Regions from separate parts of the Mus musculus genome. Here region 1 is linked to region 2. Evidence: chromatin contacts called from public promoter capture Hi-C data. All regions are on one chromosome and are shown on one strand. Each heading gives the region's core, a stretch centred on a gene start, on an enhancer-like site or on the middle of the called end of the contact. The rest is flanking DNA. Distances are from core to core; before and after follow the strand shown.

Evidence for each region. Capture Hi-C pulls out chosen DNA fragments and counts their contacts.
Region 1: a promoter capture Hi-C map of adipose tissue shows a contact between it and region 2. The contact joins the promoter of Nbdy here to the promoter of Cypt3 in region 2. A contact is called at or near these places in 16 of 39 promoter capture datasets (the 3T3-L1 cell line, 3T3-L1-derived adipocytes, the C10 cell line and 9 more), 2 of 115 datasets of contacts at active chromatin or transcription factors (embryonic stem cells and stem cell-derived neural progenitor cells) and 1 of 9 other capture datasets (adipose tissue).

What each region holds. Positions count from the first base shown.
Region 1 is chrX:153,719,704-153,725,420 of GRCm38.p6, reverse strand. It overlaps Nbdy (negative regulator of P-body association), which reads right to left and starts at 1,867. Exons shown (of 4, transcript NM_027327.1): 1 at 1,484-1,867.
Region 2 is chrX:153,554,214-153,559,858 of GRCm38.p6, reverse strand. It overlaps Cypt3 (cysteine-rich perinuclear theca 3), which reads right to left and starts at 1,266. Exons shown (of 2, transcript NM_173367.3): 1 at 977-1,266; 2 at 424-805. The coding sequence starts at 1,246. The coding sequence ends at 560.

The DNA of each region.
Region 1 (5,717 bases), core at 618-3,117, 160 kb before region 2:
TTTAGTGGAGTTGTGATTAAACGCAAGCATTCGAAATCCTTTAGAAAAAGATGGCACACACACACCAACCACACAAATTCAACAAGTATCCGCCATTACAATTATGTATGCTTTAAATCACTGGGGAAAATTACGCAGCTCTTAAACACTTCTTGCCCTGAATAGCCCCCTTTGTTTCCTAGGTGAGCATTTCTTTCCCTATTGCCTGTTAAATTACCATTTTCACTCTGAATAGAGGTTTAAAAAAAAAAAAAAAAAAAAGAGGGAAGGACCGGCCTATTGGAATGACAATCAACTGCTTTTAGGTGAAATGAGACTCCATTTTTTTTATGCTTTAGCAACAAACCTGATACCCAGAATGTTCACTCAATAATATTCATTGATTAGCTCAAATATCTATTTTACTCCTGCTAAGTTTTGGTCATCTGTCCCCCACACCTCCCTGTTCAAGGCCTAACCACAGCAAGGGCTCCATAAAGATTGAAGATGAAGAAGAACTGTGAGCCTGAGTCAAACTTGTTCATTTGTTTTCTTTTTAACATAAGCCTCATTCAAATGAGCTATTAGTTCTGTGAAAATAAGAGTTAGAGTCTTAAAACACAAATAGTCCTTATTTGGAAATTTCCAATGCTACTCGTTCATCCAGAATAAACTGCGTACTCCTTAGCAAAACACTCAAGGCCTACAGCCCTGTATCACACTTCTCTCACAGACTTAGAATTACAGCCACGCTGCCCCAGAACAATCTTGCCCTCTGGCTTTCATTGTAGAAACACTAGGCCTAAAAAGCATCCTAACCCATATGGTAGATGTCACTCACCCTTTAAGGCCCACCCACAAATTCCCCCCTCCTCTTTGATGGCTCTTGAAGACTAACAGGCTCCATCAAGAGCCATCTCCATCCTCCATGATTCCTGAATACCTTGAACAAGCACATTTTTATGGTACTTGGGTTTGACCATCATATTATAACTTGTTTTCACTTACTAAATACCATCTTACACAGAAAAAAAAAAAACCCAGTTCTCAAAGCTCACTTTACAATCTCCTCTGGGCACAGGCATTAGGCCTTTAGTACATCCTTACACTTGGTCTTGGGCTAAGCATTTTTAAATGGAAAAAATTTCAATATATACACAAAAACAGAAGAGTATAGTAAATCCCCACCCAGTTTTAATTTATTAGCCAGGGAACATTGTGTTAGTATCTCACTATACCTTGGCCTGTCATGAAAATCAAAACACTGCAGTTTTTAAAATTACAATTAACTCATGTAAAATATCTTAATTACTCACCGCAATCAAATACCTATTTCATCCAAGCATACTTTTTTTTTAAAAAAAGAAAGACTTTTCAATGCCTGTACTTGTTTCTTTTCTCTTTGAATTTGTGGAAAGAACAGGAAAACAGGGAAGAGCTGGGGAAAGGCATAATTAAGTTTCAGAGAGCCTGGATGTCCCAGATGAGAACGAAAGAATCTGACCTGATTTCGGCTGGGAAAAAAATCTATTTCACTACTTCTCCGGAGGAGGAGGGTGCGACTTGAGTCCAGCAGATGCAGGAGGAGGCGCCGAGGGGAGAGTGCTACTACCTCCACTGGGAGTCCCTTCGGGATAATCCCACCGCGGAGCCAGGACACAGCGCTTTTTTGGAGGCTTGGGTTCCCGCGTATTTCCTGGTGGGAGCGTGGATCTCCCGGAGGCACAAGGTTGGTCCCCCATAGGTATGACAGGACCAGAGCGTTAGTTTTCTCTGGTGGGCCCTGGCAAGGCCGAGATCTGAGATGGCGGATCCCCTCCAGGCACGGGGCTGGCTTCCTCCTGGTTTCGCTGTTACCGTATTTCCTGTATCCTGAGACGTATATCCCTTCTCCGCCTCCTCAGCGCTCCGTTCCCCAGCCCACTTTAACCTTTCTACGAGAATGGAATGCAAAGAGAAAAAAAAAAAAAAAGGAGCGCATTTAATAAAGTGCTTTTCCACAGCACATCTCTCTCACAGTTTAATTAGTTGTATGGAGAGTTTTGTACAATTTAATTTAAAAAAATACTAATTTGCTGTAACTTGCCAACGGGGCAGGTGTTAATCAATGAGTGTGTGGCATGGTCGCGGGAGTGCTGTAACCAAAGAAATCAAGCGTTTTACACTGCAGTCCCTTACGCACAGCACATCACAGAGCCATGAAAGGGGTACAACCATCTAGGAAGCTGTGTACAAACACGTTGACTTATTGATTACAGTGTTAAAATTGAAAACCGGTTGTGGAAAATGGACGCACAATAAATTCATCATAAACCAAGACCTCTGTTTACTTTATAATTTTAAAATTTTGTCATCTTTGAAAATTCACTGTATTTTTTTTTCTCATTCCAACAGCCAAGATCTCTTTGAAAACAGACAACGGGTGACACTCCATGTTTAATCGGCAAGATTTTATTTCTTTTTTAGGGTTATGGAAAACAATGACTCATCTTACTATTGTGGTATGTTATATTCTATGTTATATGGTAAGGAACCAGAAACAGTTACCAGAAGGTTCACAAAACAGAGAAAAAGCTTCTGAATTTCTTTGACAGGCATCGCTCCATAACCTTAATGTCTCTGCCACTTGCCTGTGCATAAATGAAACCCCACTTTTCCACTACCACCCTCATTGGTTTATAATGGAGAAATCTCAATCTATAATGTCACACAAACTCCGAACCGCCTCCAAGCTCTGTTGTATTTTATTAATTGAATTATTGGAATTTGGGTTTCCACCTATGATAATTTATGTGCAAAATGATACCACATTAAGGATAATCCGTTCAAACCAGTTACTGCCATAGCTATCTCACACCTTTAAGATGGCTGCCTTCCCCCCAAGCACCCAGCACAGTCTCTTACATAAATAAGGTACCAATAGATATTTGGTAAGATTCAACAGCCCTACGGGTTTTTTTTTTACTAAAAAAAAATTAAAATCTAATAACATCACTTCTATTTTTGCCTTTCCTAACTCCAATATGTAATATGTGCCCCCAGTTAAGTCCTTACAGATCAGGGTATCAACTGCTACTACTAGAACCAGAAAATCCTAAGGGAAAAAAACAGTGAGGAATATTAGAGAGAATGCTTTAGAACCAGAAGAACATTTGTACTTAAACATGATAGCAGTCAACATCCTAGGAGTAATAGTTGAAGTTATGGGTGTGGGTACTATGCCAAGAAAAAAATAGAGACAGAAATAGAACTGAGTACAAATGGAATTCTGGTAGGTCATGGCAGATGGAAGAAAAGCTGTGACAAAGTTAAAGGAAAAGTAAGCAAAAAAATCAGAAGGCTGTAGCCTAGAATTTCTAAAACTTATGCTGATGACCTCTGAAAGTAGATGTTGTGTGTGTGTGTGTGTGTGTGTGTGTGTGTGTGTGTGTGTGAGAGAGAGAGAGAGAGAGAGAGAGAGATGGTGACCTGTCAGTACACTGTAGGGTGTTTAATAATATTCTAAGCTGTGACTCTACCAGTAGTACTTCTTGCACCTCAGTTATAATAACCAAAAATACCACAAAATATTGCCAAATGCCTTTCTGGGTAGCTGATCATCCTTAGTGAAAATAATTAATCTATGCCTTATCTTCTACGGTTGCATCTCATCGAATGTTAGTCCTTCACTCCAATGAACACTGCAGCTGTTATATTGTTCAAATTAAAGACCATATCAGTTCTCAAAATAATTAGCCTTGTGATCTTTTCATGCACGTTCCAACTAAAAATATGCAAGACCACATATATCAATCAGAGCAAAGATTGAGGTCCAATTGTTTCATTGCTATAGTTTTAGCAAGTTTAGAGAGATGAATGATAAAATGACAAGAATTAAAATTTCTAGCAATATCAGGAAGGTTTGATGTATGATAAGTTTGTCTTGATGTGACACAGTTTCAACTTAGACTGCTATAGTCACTCTGTACTATTTATAACATGACTAGATTTGTTTTGAGTTTTGCCTTTTTTTTCAGACAGTGGTGGTTTGTATATGCTTGGCCCAAGGAGTGGCACTATTAGAAGGTGTGGCCCTGTTGAAGTAGGTGTGTCACTGTGGGTGTGAGCTTTAATACCCTCATCCTAGCTGCCTGAAAATCAGTCTTCCACTAGCAGCCTTCAGATGAAGATGTAGAACTCTCAGCTCCTCCTGCACCATGCCTGTCTGGATGCTGCTCTGATCCAACCTTGATGATAATGGACTGAACCTCTGAACCTGTAAGCCAGCCCCAATTAAATGTTGCCCTTATAAGAGTTCACGGTGTCTGTTCATAGCAGTTAAACCCTCTCTAAGACAGATAGGGTCTCAGTAAGTCTTGGAAGATTACCTTGAACTCTTAGCCTTCTCCCTCCACCTTCTCAAGTGCTGATATTACAGATAGTTGTCACTAATCCTGGTTTATGCATTGCTTGAGATGGAACCCTGGACCAACTGAACTACACTCCCAGGCCATTTGTTTGTTTCTGATTTCGGTAAAATACACATTCCATATTTCTCATTATCTTAGTCTTTTCTAAATATACAGGCCAGTAGTGTTAAGTTTATTTACCTGATTCTACAGCCAATCTCTCAACATTTAATTCTCATTAAACACATATCCCATCTTCACTTTTCCCTAGCAACCACCATCACATTTAGAACCATTTTCTATTTTTTTGTTTTTGTTAGGGATCAGGCTCCTTTTTCCTCAGATGTTTCAAAATAACCCCACCCCCAATTATTCAAGTTAATCTTTTTTCCAGCTCATAAAACTAGCACAGTATGAACCACAGAACCAGTAGTGGGTGCCTGCTGGGTTGATGGCCTATTATGCCAGTTTAAAAAAAAAAAAAGGACCTAAATAGCTTTCATACTTAGCAGTTCTCAGAGAGAGTGAGCTAACCTTTGGGTGATATTTGCTTATTTACATAAGGGATTTCTGTCTTTATTAATTGTATTTAAGGACAAAACAAGTAGAATTTATGTAACATTTTCATACAATATAAACTAAAAACGGCCACGCAGTGGTGGCACATGTCTTTAATCCCAGGATTTAGGAGACAGAGGCAGGTGGATCTCTGTGAGTTTGAGGCCAGCCTGGTCTACAGAGTGACTTCCAGGACAGCCATGGCTATACAGAGAAGCCCTGTCTCGAGGAAAAAAAAATCGATTTAGAGAGACACTACACAATTTTTTTCCTTTGCTTTATTTTGTTGAACAAGTATGACTAAAAATGTTTATAAAACTAAAAGATACAAAGGAAGAAGACAGAAAGTCAACTATTTATCAGCTTAAAAAAACCTCTAAAACCATTTGTTTTATTTTATTTTTGCTGCTTGTTTTTGCATCAGGGCCGACTGTAGTCCAGGCTGGCCTAGAACTCACTGTGTGGATCAGGATGGCCTCAAACACAGTCCTGCCTGCCTCTGCCTCTTAAGTACTGGAATTAATGTGTACCACCACGACCAATGTCTAAAGCTTTTTAAAAGTCTAAATAAATATGATATAAATATTACAAAGCTAGGAAGACTTTAATTGAATTCACGTGTATGAGTATTTTGCCCGAATGTCTGTGTACCATGTACATTGCTTACAGAGGCCAGAAGAGGGCACTGGATCCCCAGGAACTGGAGTTGTGAGCATCATTGTTAGCCACCATATTGGGCCTGGAAATGACCTAATTGCAAGAGCAGTACGTGCTGTTAATCACTGTTTTCTC
Region 2 (5,645 bases), core at 17-2,516:
AAATCACTGGTGCCTTTCGATGGGGTGAATGAAGTGTTTGGCCCTTCTGAGGGTCTTAGCACAAGAGATCATAATGAGGACTGTAAGAAACACCACAATGAGGTAGGGGTCCTAAAGTTGATGTGCTGCCTAAGATAGGACTGGAACTGCCACTACACCTCAGTTCATATCGATGTAACACCCTGAAACCATGCAGAAGTCCTAGCCAGTGACATTTAGGAAGACCCTGGGCTCTCCCTGTTGCCCAGTGAAATAAAGCTTCAGGGGGACATTTGTGCTAGCTCAGTTCTGACCCTCCTGTGTCTGCCGATCAGGGGGTTGTTCACACCACTCCCAACCTTCTAGAAACTGATGTTCCTTCTCATCATATTCCCCAGTCTTCCCTACCCCACCCCTCTCCCTTGACACCATCAGAGACAGAGTGACACATATTTTCACATCTTATTATTTTCACCATCATACAAATTAGTTTGTGGTGAAAAGTGGCCTTGACAGGACCACAGCTCAGCTCCCAGACCCGTTCACTGATGTTTCATGGGTCTTTGGACCTGTTCAGGGTCTAGGAGCTGGCCAAGTCTCCATTCGGAACCTGGTCACTGTCAATGCATGGTGGAACTTCCTCCGGCTCAGACACATTGGCATTCTCATGAGAGAACAATGCCACTGTAATCTCACTTGGCTCCAAAGCCATAGTCGGTTCCGGTTCGATCAGCTCCAGTTGGCTCCGCATCAATCGAAGTTCAGTAGCACTCTTGATTCGTCTCCTAATTCTCCTTCTAAGTGATTGTTCCCCCTTCTTCGTAATCTGAAAGAACTACAGTCATAAGGGCACTGGTTTGGGGAAAAGATAGAACGTGGATGAGGATTCATGTAAAGGGGTAGAGGTAGATGGGAAGTTTATTGTAGGCCTGAGAAAGTCTTAGGGGAAAGAATGACTGAAGAAGGGAGGGAATGAGCTTAGCTTGGGATCTCTCACCTTAAATGTAATTCTGCTACGAGAAGGACGAGAACGATAACAGCAAAAACCACAGCAACAACGACAGCAACCACAGGAACGAGACTGAAAAAGAGAACGAATTAAGGAACGATGAGATCTCTTGGGAAGCTTAGATCTAGGGTTTCGCTTCTTATTAAGCTTGAATCTTTTGGCGGCGGTCTTAGGCTTCGATCTTTTGGCTTTGGCAGCGGCGGCTGCTGCTGCTGCCGCAGCTCTAGACCCGTGGACTTTCTTGGCCACCTGAGCCATAGCGGAGCTCGCCAGGGACTGGCCCCAGAGCTCTGAGCACCCTGCTTATCACCCTGTCAGAACAATGGTGGGCCACACCCCTCAGCCCTGATTGGTCAGCAAAGCTCTCCCTAGCCAAAGGCAGCTAAGGAGTGGCTGAGACCTCACAAAGCCTTACCTCTGACCCTTTTGAAGATATCTAACCTATGCCAGCCAGGTATAGTGTAAAAGTTTGGAAGTCCATGCAATGTGTGCCTGCTGCCATGGCCCCTTAATCTATGCTTATCGATCCTCTAACTCTTTTAAACTATAATCTCCCAATTAAATCTTTTCTTTTATAAATTGTACATGGTATCTCTTCACAACAAACAAAAATAGCTAAGACTGATCAGCAATGGGAAGTTGATATGATAAAAATATGTCTTACATGTGTGTGCGTAAAATTATCACAGAGTGAATTTTTAAGGGAAAAAAAACATTGCTGAATTAGGTATTGTGCAGAATGAAAATGACAAAGAATCAGTGAACTTTGAGAACACATCAACAAAATCTGTCCTTAATCTAAGATATTCTGTATTTTATGTTATTTGTGTAGGGGTCGTGTCTGCATGTTTGTCTATGGACCTATTCATGCAGAGCTTCATCAGGGATTATTATTTTTATTATTATTATTGCATATATGTCTCTAAACATAACCTGATTGGTTCATATAATGGTACCTGCACTTAACGTTTTTAGGGCTGACACTTTGCCACTGGACAGTCAAGTGTTGTGCTCTTCATTGGGGAAAACGATTTCTCCTTTCTTCATGCCTCAGTTCCCTAGAGTTGTTTGTGTAAACTTAGGCCCCATGGGCATTTCTTTGTCCACTTTGGCATGCCTGTTTGTGACATCCTTGTTAAGCTCACATTTGAGCAGTGATGTTGGTGAGAGTTTATGGGTTTAGCTTTAGCCGTGAAAAAGAGATGCAATCTTACAGCAAATTCCCTGATCTCTGGCTCTTACAACTCTTTCCTCTGTTTTTTCAAACAAACTCTATATAATTAATTTACTGTATATATCATCAAATTTAGACTTCCCTCTTTCTCTTGAGTCTGAGGTTTGTGCTTTTTAGCGGAATATAGTTTCCCATCTGTGTCTAAGGTACTGATAATATAAAAGTTAGTTCTTTCTTTATAATCTCTTAAGATCCCATGTTTGCATTTTGAATGGATAATTTTCTCTTTGAAACTGGGTGTTATTCCCAGCACACACGTGAAAGCTCACAGATATCTATAATTACAGTTTCATGAGATCTATCATTCTATTCTGCCCGCATGGGGCATTACAAAAATTTTAACACCAAAAAAGTCAGGTACCTTTATGGTATTCTCCTATAAATTAACTAGAAACTAGTGGTTATTTCTGTGCCACAGACCTATGACTGATTTGTGTTTATATTTTTCTTTTATAGTTTTTCCACATTTCATAGAAATCTGATATGTTACTTTTATAAAGTCAAAGAAAATATTTAAAAAAATAACAAACACAAAACAAAGGCAATTCCTGTGTTTCTTCTCTGCCATTGTGGCTTAGCTCCTGCCAGAGGCCTGCCAGTTGCTATTCTAGCTTCTCATGCTGCTTCTTTGCAGAGAAGAACAGATGTTCTTTAAGCTAGTGCTGATTAAAGATTCAGAAAGGTAGGCTGTCTGTTACCATTGCTCCTTTGTACTCTTTCCACCGTCTGAAGCTAATAGGATTGTATAGAAGAAAAGATGGTGGTCACCTCCTACTGCTCTTACAGACAAGCTCTATAGAGCTCCTTCTCTTATTGTTTGGAGGGAGCAGACTGTATAAACCTTTAAAGACTGAAGTCCTAGTGTTTGTGCATGCGTGCACAAGTGTATGCATGAGAGGAGGGATGAAAGAGTGGTGGTGGGGGAGCATAACCTACTGAGGGGTCTATGTCTGTTTATATTGTTCTCTACTTCTATAAGTGATTCTTTACCACTTATAATTTATAGTGTTAGAATACATATAACCTTGAAGATTATTCCATTTTTCATCTTGCTGGTGACAATCTTTGTGTAAAGAAGATGGCACATAATCAGTCTAAATTACCACAGCTTGTTATTGATTCTGGCTTTTGTGTTGCCGAGGTTTTTGAGTAAGCTTTCCCTCATAAGATGTTGAGTTTTGGTCCTCCTTTATTGGCATATGCCAATCTCAGATAAACATCTTTGATATATTTATTTTCCTAAATTAGTGCTAATTTATCTATGATTTTAGGTTAAACCCAACATTTAGCTCATCATTAGGGAACTTTTATGATCTTTCTCTATTTTCTTCCCTCCTTCCTTGTTTCTTGAATTTATTTATTCAGAAAATATTTATTAAGCCAAGCATTTATCATTATACAGCAGATATTACACCTACTATAGTAGTATGAATGTGGGCACATATGGCTCTTACTGTCCAAAGACATGACAGAGTATTTAAAAATAAATCTTAATACATGTCATAATACTCTTACTGAGGGAGACATTAACTTAGAATATCCTAAGTAGATGTTTTTAAACATTCTTTTTTGTAATGGAGATGTTTTTGGCAGTCTGGTGGTATCTGCAATTTTTTTTTCAGAATAAGTTTTATATTTGTTTTGGATTTACTGTTTTATTTTAGGTGCATGGAATTTTGCCTGCATGTGTGCATATGCACTACATGCAAGCCTGGTGCCCACAGAGGTCAGAGAAGATTGTGGAAGCCCATGGAATTTGAGTTACAGATGATTGTGAGCCACCATGTGAGTATCACAAATCAAAACTGGGTCCTCCACAAGAGGACAGTTTATGTGTTCTAAACTGTGCAATCTTTTCTCCAGTCCTAAAAATAAGGTTTTAAATAAGCACAACAAAAATAAACGAGATTACTAATGTACAAAAATCCATACTGAAAAACAAAACAAGAAAGTAACCTCCTCCATAATAGCCTCAAAATAATACATAGAAATAAACTTAACAAAAGTGTCAACAACTTCTGAAATAGAGCTTTGAAACATTGAAAACAGAAACTGAGAAATTGAAGAAGACATTGGGAGATGGGAAGAGAAGATTGTTTTTACTTGTGGATTAGTAAGTAGATTTAATTTCAGGGTAATGGCCACTTTACTGAGAGTTATATATAATACTAATGAAATGTCCAGGTATGTTCATTGAAAATTATAGAAACTAACCCTAAAATCTGTATGCCTACCAAGACAAGACTACAGTGATGCAAACAATCATAGAATGGGAATGGAAGCATTTATTTTCACTTGGTTTGCAGTTTTCTTATCCTTCGATTTCCATCCTTCTTTAAGATATAAAATAACATTTTTATTTAATGTGATTCTAATAATTATACATTAATTCGGTGGGTAAATGAAGTGCTACTATGTGATTTAGGGAAATAAACATGGTTTCTTATCAGTGAATTTATCGTTTATAGAGTTCATGAGTGCACACACATGTGAACACATGTGCACACACAGACACAAGGAAATCACTGACATTTGTATTACAGAAAACTAAGTATGCAAGTGTCAAAACATCTTGTATTGATGGAAATAAAGAATAGTGATGAAATTTTTAAAGGTGATTTTATATTGTTTGAAAAACAAACATTAGGATTGGGTAGAACACTTCAGACCATTGTAGGCAACTATTCGGTTAATGTAAATATGTGCTTTGACCTATACTGAGAGATCAGCTATGGTCTCTGAGTGAGAAGACAGATATGAAGGTAGAAGATAGATGCCAGTTAGCTTCATTTCAGATGAGTTCATTTTCAAGTTTACTCATGACAGAACCACAGTCTTGTTAACTTCAGCAGTTTGAGTTCTGGCGTATTGCAAAGAAGAAAGCAAATTGCACATCTTTGGCATGTGGTAGATTTTTAGGCATGAGCAAAAGTTATAATGGTTGTCTCATGATGTCTTTTTTTTCTTTTTTTTTAATTAGGTATTTTCTTCATTTACGTTTCCAGTGCTATGCCAAAAGTCCCCCATACCCTCTCCCACCCACTACCCTACCCACCCACTCCCACTTCTTGGCCCTGGCATTCCCCTATACTGAGGCATATAAAGTTTGCATGACCAATGGGACTCTTTTTCCACTGATGGCCGACTAGGCCATCTTCTGATACATATGCAGCTAGAGACACGAGCTCTGGGGGGTACTGGGTAGTTCATATTGTTGTTCCACCTATAGGGTTACAGACACCCCCCCCAGCTCCTTGGGTACTTTCTCTAGCTCCTCCATTGGGGGCTCTGTGATCCATCCAATAGCTGACTGTGACCATCCACTTCTGTGTTTGCTAGGCCCCGGCATAGTCTCACAAAAGACAACTATATCAGAGTCCTTTCAGCAAAATCTTGCTAGTGTATGCAATGGTGTCAGCGTTT